Linked DNA regions of Pan troglodytes: regions 1 and 3 are each linked to region 2. A link is a contact called in public Hi-C and HiChIP or PLAC-seq data. All regions are on one chromosome and are shown on one strand. The core of a region is the stretch at or near the end of the contact, and the rest is flanking DNA. Distances in the headings are between cores, read along the strand shown.

The links. A called contact is a pair of places that touch in the nucleus more often than the background predicts. HiChIP or PLAC-seq counts read pairs in DNA pulled down with a chosen protein or histone mark.
Region 1: a Hi-C map of stem cell-derived neural progenitor cells shows a contact between it and region 2, with 3 times the contacts expected there. The contact joins the promoter of SCAI here to the promoter of ARPC5L in region 2. A contact is called at or near these places in 1 of 7 Hi-C or Micro-C datasets (stem cell-derived neural progenitor cells) and 1 of 1 datasets of contacts at active chromatin or transcription factors (stem cell-derived excitatory neurons).
Region 3: a contact with region 2 is called in an H3K4me3 HiChIP or PLAC-seq map of stem cell-derived excitatory neurons, with 4 times the contacts expected there. The contact joins the promoter of PSMB7 here to the promoter of ARPC5L in region 2. A contact is called at or near these places in 1 of 7 Hi-C or Micro-C datasets (stem cell-derived neural progenitor cells) and 1 of 1 datasets of contacts at active chromatin or transcription factors (stem cell-derived excitatory neurons).

The regions. Positions count from the first base shown.
Region 1 is chr11:13,314,434-13,317,363 of NHGRI_mPanTro3-v2.0_pri, forward strand. It overlaps SCAI (suppressor of cancer cell invasion), which reads left to right and starts at 1,589. Exons shown (of 18, transcript XM_528477.8): 1 at 1,589-1,780; 2 at 2,488-2,532. The coding sequence starts at 1,728.
Region 2 is chr11:13,590,035-13,593,043 of NHGRI_mPanTro3-v2.0_pri, forward strand. ARPC5L (actin related protein 2/3 complex subunit 5 like) reads right to left here and starts at 1,602. Exons shown (of 4, transcript NM_001428024.1): 1 at 1,333-1,602. The coding sequence starts at 1,481.
Region 3 is chr11:14,038,521-14,041,507 of NHGRI_mPanTro3-v2.0_pri, forward strand. It overlaps PSMB7 (proteasome 20S subunit beta 7), which reads left to right and starts at 1,560. Exons shown (of 8, transcript XM_520247.9): 1 at 1,560-2,113; 2 at 2,542-2,635. The coding sequence starts at 2,052.

The DNA.
Region 1 (2,930 bases), core at 339-2,838, 280 kb before region 2:
AGACTCGAGGATCCTTTTTGGGAAGGCGTAAGAAATGAATAGGTCCTGTTTTATTGACAATATCTGCCATATATCAGTGAGGATTGGTCAATTATGGAAGATGCTAAAAAGCAGGCAATGGATTTTTAATAAGGAATATAATAAATATTTCAAGATTACTTCCCTAGTGAGTTGATGATCCCCCTTCGTCTGACACAAATTATTCTGGAGTTCTTTCCTCTCTCTGGCTTGATAATATGGGTGGAAACTGTTAGTTGAGATTGAGGTGATTTGTGGTTCTGTGACTTTAGGATTACATGAAATACTAATTTGGGGGACCAACAGAGATTTGACATTTTTTCAAAGCAATTTTTCAAATCCTACTACAATTTACCGTCAGTATTACTTCATAAATGGAAAGTCATTTTACCATTAAAGATGTAGGTAGGACCATCTCAGAAGAAAAGACAGCTCTTTACACCAAATACATTTGGTTTTGTGAAAAACTAGTATCCTAATTTTTGCCGCTTATGGAAATCAATGAGAGATTTTCCCCACCCCAATGTTGACATGTACTACTCGACGCTGTCATATTATTGAGGCATAAAAGATGTTCTAATAAAATGGAAGTGACTTAAGAGAAAGTTTTATGCCTCCTCCCAACTCTGAACAGATGCTGAGGATATACCAAACAAGTTCACACAGGAGTAGAGATTTAGAGAGGCCTTCCCACCTTCAAGAATTTTATAATACGTTAATGAGCTGAGTCTTATTTTCAAGGATGGCTTTGTTAAAGCAGAAGAAGGGTAACTATGCTTATGAAAGGCAGTTTTGCATGCCTGTTTGTCAAAAAATACAGTACAATTTATTTTAAAATTGATTAATTGGTGTAGAACTTGCAGTGGTCACAGAATCAGGATGGTCAGCTTCCATTCAGGGATCAAATTTGTCCAGGCCTTTCAAAATGGAACACGTTGCTTTTAGTATGGCATTGGTTCTGTTTGTAGTGCTGATTTTTCTTTCATGGTAATTAAAAAAAAATCTTACTTTCTTAAAAGCCTGCACCCAAGCTAGTGAGCTTTTCTGCAGAGGATTGAGCATCCAAACCATGCTTTATTTTGGTGGATTCTTAGAGTTTTCTGGCTGGGTCCTTTTTGGGGGGTAGCTGTGAGCTGTGAGACAATTTCAGCAAGATGTAGGGACAAGGATCGCATTCGAGGTGGCTTAAAAGGAAACACGTTTGTGAGAGTTGCCTCACTGTCTCACCTGCTAGAGGAAATTGGGAGATTTCAGGGCTTGTTTTCGGTCCTGGCGTGGTGCAGAGGTGGAGGGGCGCCAGCAGGTGTGTGGTATGCAGGACGCAGAGCCAGGAGAACCTGGGGCAGGTGTCTGGAGCCGGGGGTGCAGTTCCTACTTTTAGGCGCATGGTGGCGCTAGGGTCTCCTCCGGCCCTGCTAGCAATCTCTAAGGCACCTCCGCCGCCACCTGCAGTCTCAACCAAACCTCTGGGTGGGCGGCGCGGGATGTGACGGGCCGAGCGTCCAATCGACTGACAGATTTCCGTCCACACTACTGCTCTAGCCAATGGGAACCGAGGAGAGGCGCGGAGGAGGCGGGCCCCGCGGCAAGCCTGGCAGAGGCGCGAGGCCCTCCTCCCGCCTCTCCGCCTACTCCAGCCTCCGCCGCCTCAGCTTCCCGAGCGAGCCCTGCGGCCGCCGGAGCAGCTCCCGCGGCGGAGCAGGAGCCGGATGGTCAGAGGAGCCCGGCAGCCCCAGCAGCCGCGGAGTCGCCTGCCCCCCAGGTGCGGGGGCTGGGTGGAGGCCGGGGTTGGGGATGGGGTGGGGGCCAGAGAGCGGGCCCAGGGGCAGCGGCTCGGGGCCGTGGAGCATTCGGGGCGCAGAGACCGGAGGGGCGGGGGGTGCAGGCTGGGGGGACCTTGGGGGCGCCTGCAGGCGGCGGCGCGGGCTGGGCGCGATCGCCTCCTCGAGGCCAGGTGAGAGGGGCGTGTGAGGGAAGGGGCGCCGAGGGGTGAGGCTGGCGGCGCGGGGCCGGGAGGGGCAAGGCGGGCGCGCCCCCGGAGGGGCCGTGGAATGCGGGGGTCGCCGGGCCCGGAGAGGCGGGGCGTGGAGGGGGCAGTGCACGGTCGGGAACGGGTGGGCACAGGAAAGGGGAGGCTAGGGGGGCTTGCGGGGGTGACGAGGCAGACAATGAGTAGGTGGAGGTGGGTGATTTTGGGGAGCTGGGCTGTGACGAGCAGGGGTCGAGGATGGGGTGAGGGACCAGGAAGGTTTGAGCTCAGGGAGAATTGGGGGAACGGTGAGTCCCAGGAATGCTAGGTCTTGGTAAATAGGGGAAACAGGGCATGAGGCGTTTGTAAGGTCAGATCTGAGCTTGGCGAGCCTGTGGTCCCAGAGGGTGGTCTATTTAGTTCTTGACTGGCACGGTAGCGCCGGGAGATGTTTTCTTGTATGTTACTTTTAGTTACCGTCTTATTTGTTTGGTCTGCAGACTGACTGGCACAGTGGAGAAACCGCCTCGAAAACGGAGAAGCAGGTAAGGCAGTGCCTTCCTATTTTGCTTCATGTTTTTCTTTTTGCTTGGCTGCACCTGTGCCGTACTGCATAATTGTATACTGTCAGTAGATGAAGTTTCTTATTTATCCCCCTTTTAAAAGAATATAACCACATGCATGATTTTTCTTTTGAGGACTTCAAATTACTACCTCTACAGTCGATTTTTTTTTTTTTTTTTTTTTTGGTATCTGAGATAATGTGGGAAATCTTGAGAAATCCTACTTTTTTACTTTTTGATGTTGTGTAAGGATCTCAGCTATTTTTTTTTTTAACCTTAGCCATAATTTCATTTTCTCCAGCATCTCTGTTTAAAAAGCTCATCTTGGCTGGGGTGGCTCATGCCTTCAATCCCAGCACTTTGGGAGGCTGAGGCAGAAG
Region 2 (3,009 bases), core at 352-2,851:
GGTCCTGGGCGAAAGGCCTGACCCTGGAGCCCCTTTCAGCACTGACTGTCCATGAGCTAGGCCCTATACCAGACTACAACCAACCTTCCCTCCTGGGGACCCTTCCCTTGACCCCATTTCATAAGGAGGGTGGATTGGGAGATCCTGATGGGGCAGGAATTACAAGCTTGAATCTCCACTTCGGAAAACACATTCCTGTTCAAATCAAGTCTGAAGGTTTTCGGTTTAAAGGCACACTCAGGAGCACTGCCGGGCTCCCCCTAAAGCAGCAGGCCCCACTTTCCAAGCTGAGTCAACTGGTTCAACACCGAGAACCTGATTTATGTACAGCATGGGCCTCCAACCCTGCCCCCATCCGTGCGGGGGGAGGGGACATGCTTCCTGGAACACCATTTGAATAAAAAAAATCCTTCCGGTGAGAATAAGTCAGTTTCCTGCGCTCATACTGCTAAAGGACCAAGCAAGGCTGTGACAATCACCTCTATTTTTAATCTTTTCTAAATGCTGTTTTCTGTGGCCACAAGAACAGTCATTTCCAGGCGTGGGGCTCCACTTTCACACTTCGCTTCAAGGTGTCTGGTTTTTCTTAGCTCTGAACTACTAGTTTTCTCCGCTGCTTCCTGCACCAGAAGGGTACTGGGGGGAGCCAAGACTCACTTGTTGAGCGTGGCTGAGACCACCAAGGTGTCCAGAGGAACCACAGGGTCCCCCTTTCTCAGCGTTAAGCGGAAGGGTTAGACTGACTGGGGGAAGAGAGGCACAACCTCAGACCCCAGGGCTGAAATACGGCGGCCGCCTCCACTCCCTCCTGGGTTCTGTCTTCCCCACAGCCGTCCACCCACCTATCTTCACGCCATGCAGCAATCGGGCCCCGGAGGACCGCGCCCCAGCCTCCCCGATCACTCGGTTACTCAGATGCGGCTCACCTCCGCCCTGCCGCCGACCCAGCCCCGCCATAGGCCCGATTTCCTGCAAGGGAGGGACGGAGTGCTGGGGCCCCCAGGAAGGGACAGCGTGAGGGGACAAGGAGGCAAGGGGGGAAGAGGGCGCGGGACCTGCGGGGGTGCCGAGGGAGCCCGTCCACCGGCTCCAGGGACCCGCGGGACGGCGCTGCAGAAGGCGGCGCCAGGGCTGGGGACGAGGGACCCAGGGAGACTGGGACTCAAGGGAGCACGGCCCAGGGAAGCCGGGTCGGCAGGGAGCTGGAGGCTGACCTGAGGGGGCCGGGGGTCGGAGACAGGGGAGGCCCGCCCGAAAGGGCCCGAGAAGGTGGGAAGGTGGGAAGGTGAGAAGGCCGCGCGCAGGCCCGGACGCCGCGTCAGGGAAGGATATTGCCGCAGGAGCCCGTCCACCTCGCTCGGGTCCGGGCCTGGCTCCGCCGCCGCCGCCGCCGCCTCCTCCTGCTCGTCCACAAATTTGTTCTCGTCAAATTCGTCGATGTCCACCCGGCGGAAGCGCGAGGACAGCGTGTTCCGGGCCATGGCGGGAGCTCGGCGCCCGCTCGGCCGGCTCCGCTCGCGGCCCGACCTCGGCTCTGCTCCGCTCGCACCGGCTCCTGCTCGGGGGCGGGAAGCGGCTGCCCGGCTGCTCGCAGCACCTCCTCCACCGCCTCCGCGCGCAGCCGTCGCCGCCCGCCCACTTCCGGCACCCGCCGGATCCGGAAGCGCCGTCAGGGGCGGGGCGGAGCCTGGCACCTGGAGTGCGGTATGGGATCCCCGCAGCCTCCCCCACCTCAGTGTCTCTTCCGCGGAGTCTCTATTTTGCCACTGAGGATCGGGCGCCCGGCATCTGTGCAGGCCCCGCATCGTGTGTGCCGTAACTGCGCTGGTTCCCCGGCTTTTCCGCGCCTCCGAGGAGCCCCTGGCCTCAGCGGGGCCGGGCGCGGGCTCCCGGGGTGATCCCTGCCCGTACTGGGGAAGGCTGGGCCCCCGGGAGAAGGCTCGCGGCTCTACTTCTCGAGTGCCGGGCAGGCTTCTTGGAGAAGAAACCTTCGAGCTGATGACTGAGGAATGAGTAGGAGTTCCTGTGCCCGGGGAGTGGCGCGGGAGGCGCCTGTGTCTCGGAGCCTTGAACGCCACCACACTTAGTGCGAGGAGGCCGCCTGTACACAGAGGTGACCCTCTTAAAGGAGTAGGGGGCTTTAAATACGTTTAGTGCGATCAGGGGACTGACAAGACGTTGAAGACGTTGTGACTCGAGGGATTCTGCGACCCCACGTGTGTAGCAGTCACCTTGGCCAGGCAGTTGGGGGCGCCAGGAGAGGGAGATGGCCCTGTGGCCACCGTCCTGGCAGGAGAGGCCTGGCTGGAGAGGCACATCTTGACAGAAACCAAATTCTCAGAATCTGAGATGGGGGAAAGCGGTTTAGGGAAGTCAAGGACGACTCTGAGGCCAGATTTGGTGCCTGGGCTGTTATCCCAGGGGTTCTGTTAATTGATCTTAGCCTTAGGGTAAGTAAAATGGGTCTTTTTATATAATAGTGTGAAAACTATTTTCATCTGATAGTACTCTTTTTAATAAAAGTCAGTAGTTGGAATGTGATTCATTTTTACTGCTTCGAATACCTCTCATTGAACTGTGTCTAAAGATCAAAAAAATATTGCCAGACTATGATGCAACCTTATCTTCGGTGGTAAGGATACAGACTCCCATAGTGGGAAACTAGTGGTGAAGAAGTCTCCGCCTGTAATCTCAGCACTTTGGGAGCCGAGGTGGGCGGATCACCTGAGGTCAGAAGTTTGAGACCAGCCTGACCAAAATGCTGAAACCCCGTGTCTACTAGAAATACAAAATTAGCCGGGCGTGCTGGCGCATGCCTGTAATCCCAGCTACTCGGGAGGCTGAGGCAGGAGAATCGCTTGAAACCGGTAGGTAGAGGTTGCACTGAGCCGAGATCGCGCAATTGCGCTCCAGCCTGAGCGACAAGAGCAAAACTCCGTCTCAAAAAAAAGAAAAGAAAAGAAAAGTCTCAGGGGTCCTGGAAACACGCAAAGCCCACCTGCAATACAG
Region 3 (2,987 bases), core at 310-2,809, 450 kb after region 2:
TGCCACTGCACTCCAGCCTGGGTGATAGAGGGAGACCGAGTCTCAAAAATAAATAAATAAATAAATAAATAAAATAAAATAAAATAAAATTCACCTAACGTAGAAGTCACCATTTTAACCATTTTAAAGTTTGCAACTCGGTGGTTTTTAGTCTATTCATAATATCGTGCAACCAATACCACTATGTAATTCCAGAATATTTTCATCATTTTCCAAAAACTCTGCACCCACTAAACAGTCCTATCCATTCTCTCCTCCTCCCCTAACCCTTAGCAACCAAACATCTACTTTCTGTCTGTGGATTTGCCTATTAAGGACACTTCACATACATGGAATGATACACTATGTGGCCTTTTGTGCCTGGCTTCTTTCCCTCAGTATATTTTCAATGTCCATCCCTGTTGTAACATGTATCTGTGCTTCAGACTTCTTTATGGCCTAATAATATTCCATTAAATGAATTTACCATATTTTGTTTATCCATTCATCAGTGGATGGACATTTGTTTCCATTATTTGGCTATTGTGAATAATGAGACCCCCCCCCCCCTTTTTTTTTTGAGACGGAGTCTCTGCTCTGTTGCCCAGGCTGGAGTGCAGTGGCGTGATCTCAGCTCACTGCAACTTCTGCCTCCCTGGTTCGAGCGATTCTCCTGCCTCAGCCTCCTGACTAGCTGGGACTACAGGCGCCCACCACCACGCCTGGCTAAGTTTTTGTATTTTTAGTAAAGACGGAGTTTCACCGTGTTAGCCAGGATGGTCTCAATCTCCTGACCTCATGATCCGCCCACCTCGGCCTCCCAAAGTGCTGGGATTACAGGCGTGAGACACCGCGCCCAGCCAATGAGACCCCTTTTGACGCAGGGCAGGTAAGCCCCAAAGTGGGGCTGAGCCCACAAGGGTTCTCGGCTTTGCCCAAGAAAGAATTCAAGGGCAAGTTAGAGGCAGAAGAAAACGGCTTTATTGAAGTGGCGGCGTTACAGCCCCATGACTGCTCCTGCAGAGCAGGGTTACCCTCTTAGGCAGTGTCAGGGCAGTTTTGCCGTCATATTTATACACACTTTTAATTACATGCAGATTAAGGGGTGGTTTATGCAGGCATTTCTAGGGAAGGGGTAGTAACTTTTGATTTATGGTGCCACTGCCATGGAAAGGGGCGGTAACTCACGAGTGTTGCCATGGCAACGGTAAACTGACTTGGCCGGCTGGTGAGCAAGTCTTAGGGAAGACCGCTTCCGCCCAGGCCCTGTTTTAGCTAGTCCTCAATTTGGTCAGGTATCTCAGCCCCATCTCTGAATGGAGGCCTGCCTTCTACCTCACCTTTGTAGAAGTTTTTGTGAATACATGTCTTCAACCCTCTCGGGTGCATATCTAAGAGGATACTACTTTTTGGGGAACTGCCAAATTGTTTTCCGGAGCAGCCGCACCGTTTTGCATTCTCACCAGCCGTGTATTCGGGTTCCAATTTCTCCACACTCTCGCAACCCTTGCGCTTTTCTGTCTTTTTGCTTATGGCCATCCTAGCGGGTGCGAAGTGGGATCTCACTGTGGTCGTGCTTTGCATTCACCCTATGACTAATCATGTTGAGCCTCTTTTCACAGACTTAATGGCCATTCTACAGCAGCCTTTTGAGCTAGGTTGTAATCTCCATCTGATAGTGGAGGAAACAGATTCAGAGAGTTGAAGAGACTTGCTTAACGCAAGGGGGTGGTGGGGCTGTGCCTGGGACTTGGGTGTGTCTGTCTCTGAAGCACCGCAGAACCAAATTAACGGTAGAAACAAGTCCAGTCTGAGCGGCAGGAGACCTGGTCGCTGGTGCGTTCACCTTGGACAAGTCTTTTCCCGGTTCCGGGTGTCACTTTCTCCTCCGTGCCACTTGGGGCGATATACTTCACACATCGCTGGCCTCTCTAGGAACCAGAATCTCTAAGATCAATCGTTCTAGTGCGGCGTTTGCCCCGCCCCTTCAGCCCCAGTTGCCAGCGACGCCGGAAGTGCTCGGCTTTTTTTGTTTGCACCCGCCTCCGGCCCGGAACTGTTTTCTGGGGAAGATGGCGGCTGTGTCGGTGTATGCTCCACCAGTTGGAGGCTTCTCTTTTGATAACTGCCGCAGGTGCCGCCTTGCTTGGGGCTTGGTTCAGGGAGGGAGAAGAGTGCGGTGCTCGGGTGGGAGCTGGGCCAAGGTGTGATACGAGAATTCTGAGGGAAGAGTGCATGGCGGGGCCTGTGGCCCGCGGCTAGTGTGACTCAGGGGAATCAGGGCCTGGGCGTGGGTTTCTCCTGAAGCCAGGTCTGCTCTCCCACCTTCCCAGCGCACTCGGCCACCGTTTATCTCCGTCTCCTAAGGCACGTCACGGCCCCTCTGTGAGACTGTCTTCGTTGGAAAACGGGAGAACAGTGCTGATGGTGGGAGGATTCATTAAACAGATGGGCGTGAAAACAAGTAGCAGCTTTCCTGAGTTCTTTGTTAGGCACTTTTCATGCCAGTGCTGTGCGATGTGGTCCTGCCCTTCAACACTTGATTCTCTCATTTGCTCTTAGGAATGCCGTCTTGGAAGCCGATTTTGCAAAGAGGGGATACAAGCTTCCAAAGGCCCGGAAAACTGGCACGACCATCGCTGGGGTGGTCTATAAGGTAAGCCGGGTTAGGCTAAGAGCAGCAGTGACTGAACCGGCAACAGGAATCAGAACACTTGGCTTCCTGTGTCTCTCCCGGCTCGGTCTGGAAAGGCAAATACTATAGAATACATCAGGAGACCGTCTTTCAGGAGCGACTGCTTTTGTCAGGTTTTGTGTGCTTCTTAACAGTTTATGTTCTTTCCTCACTTTGCTGAGGTTTTGTTTTTTCTTTCTTTCTTTTTTTTTTTAAACAGGTCAGTTAGCTTCTTAATTACTAGTTTAGGAAGCTGAAGTATGTGATGGGAGATCACGAGATTTGGGGTCAGACAGGTCTGTCTCACCTTTGAACTCTATAATGCTGATTCCAA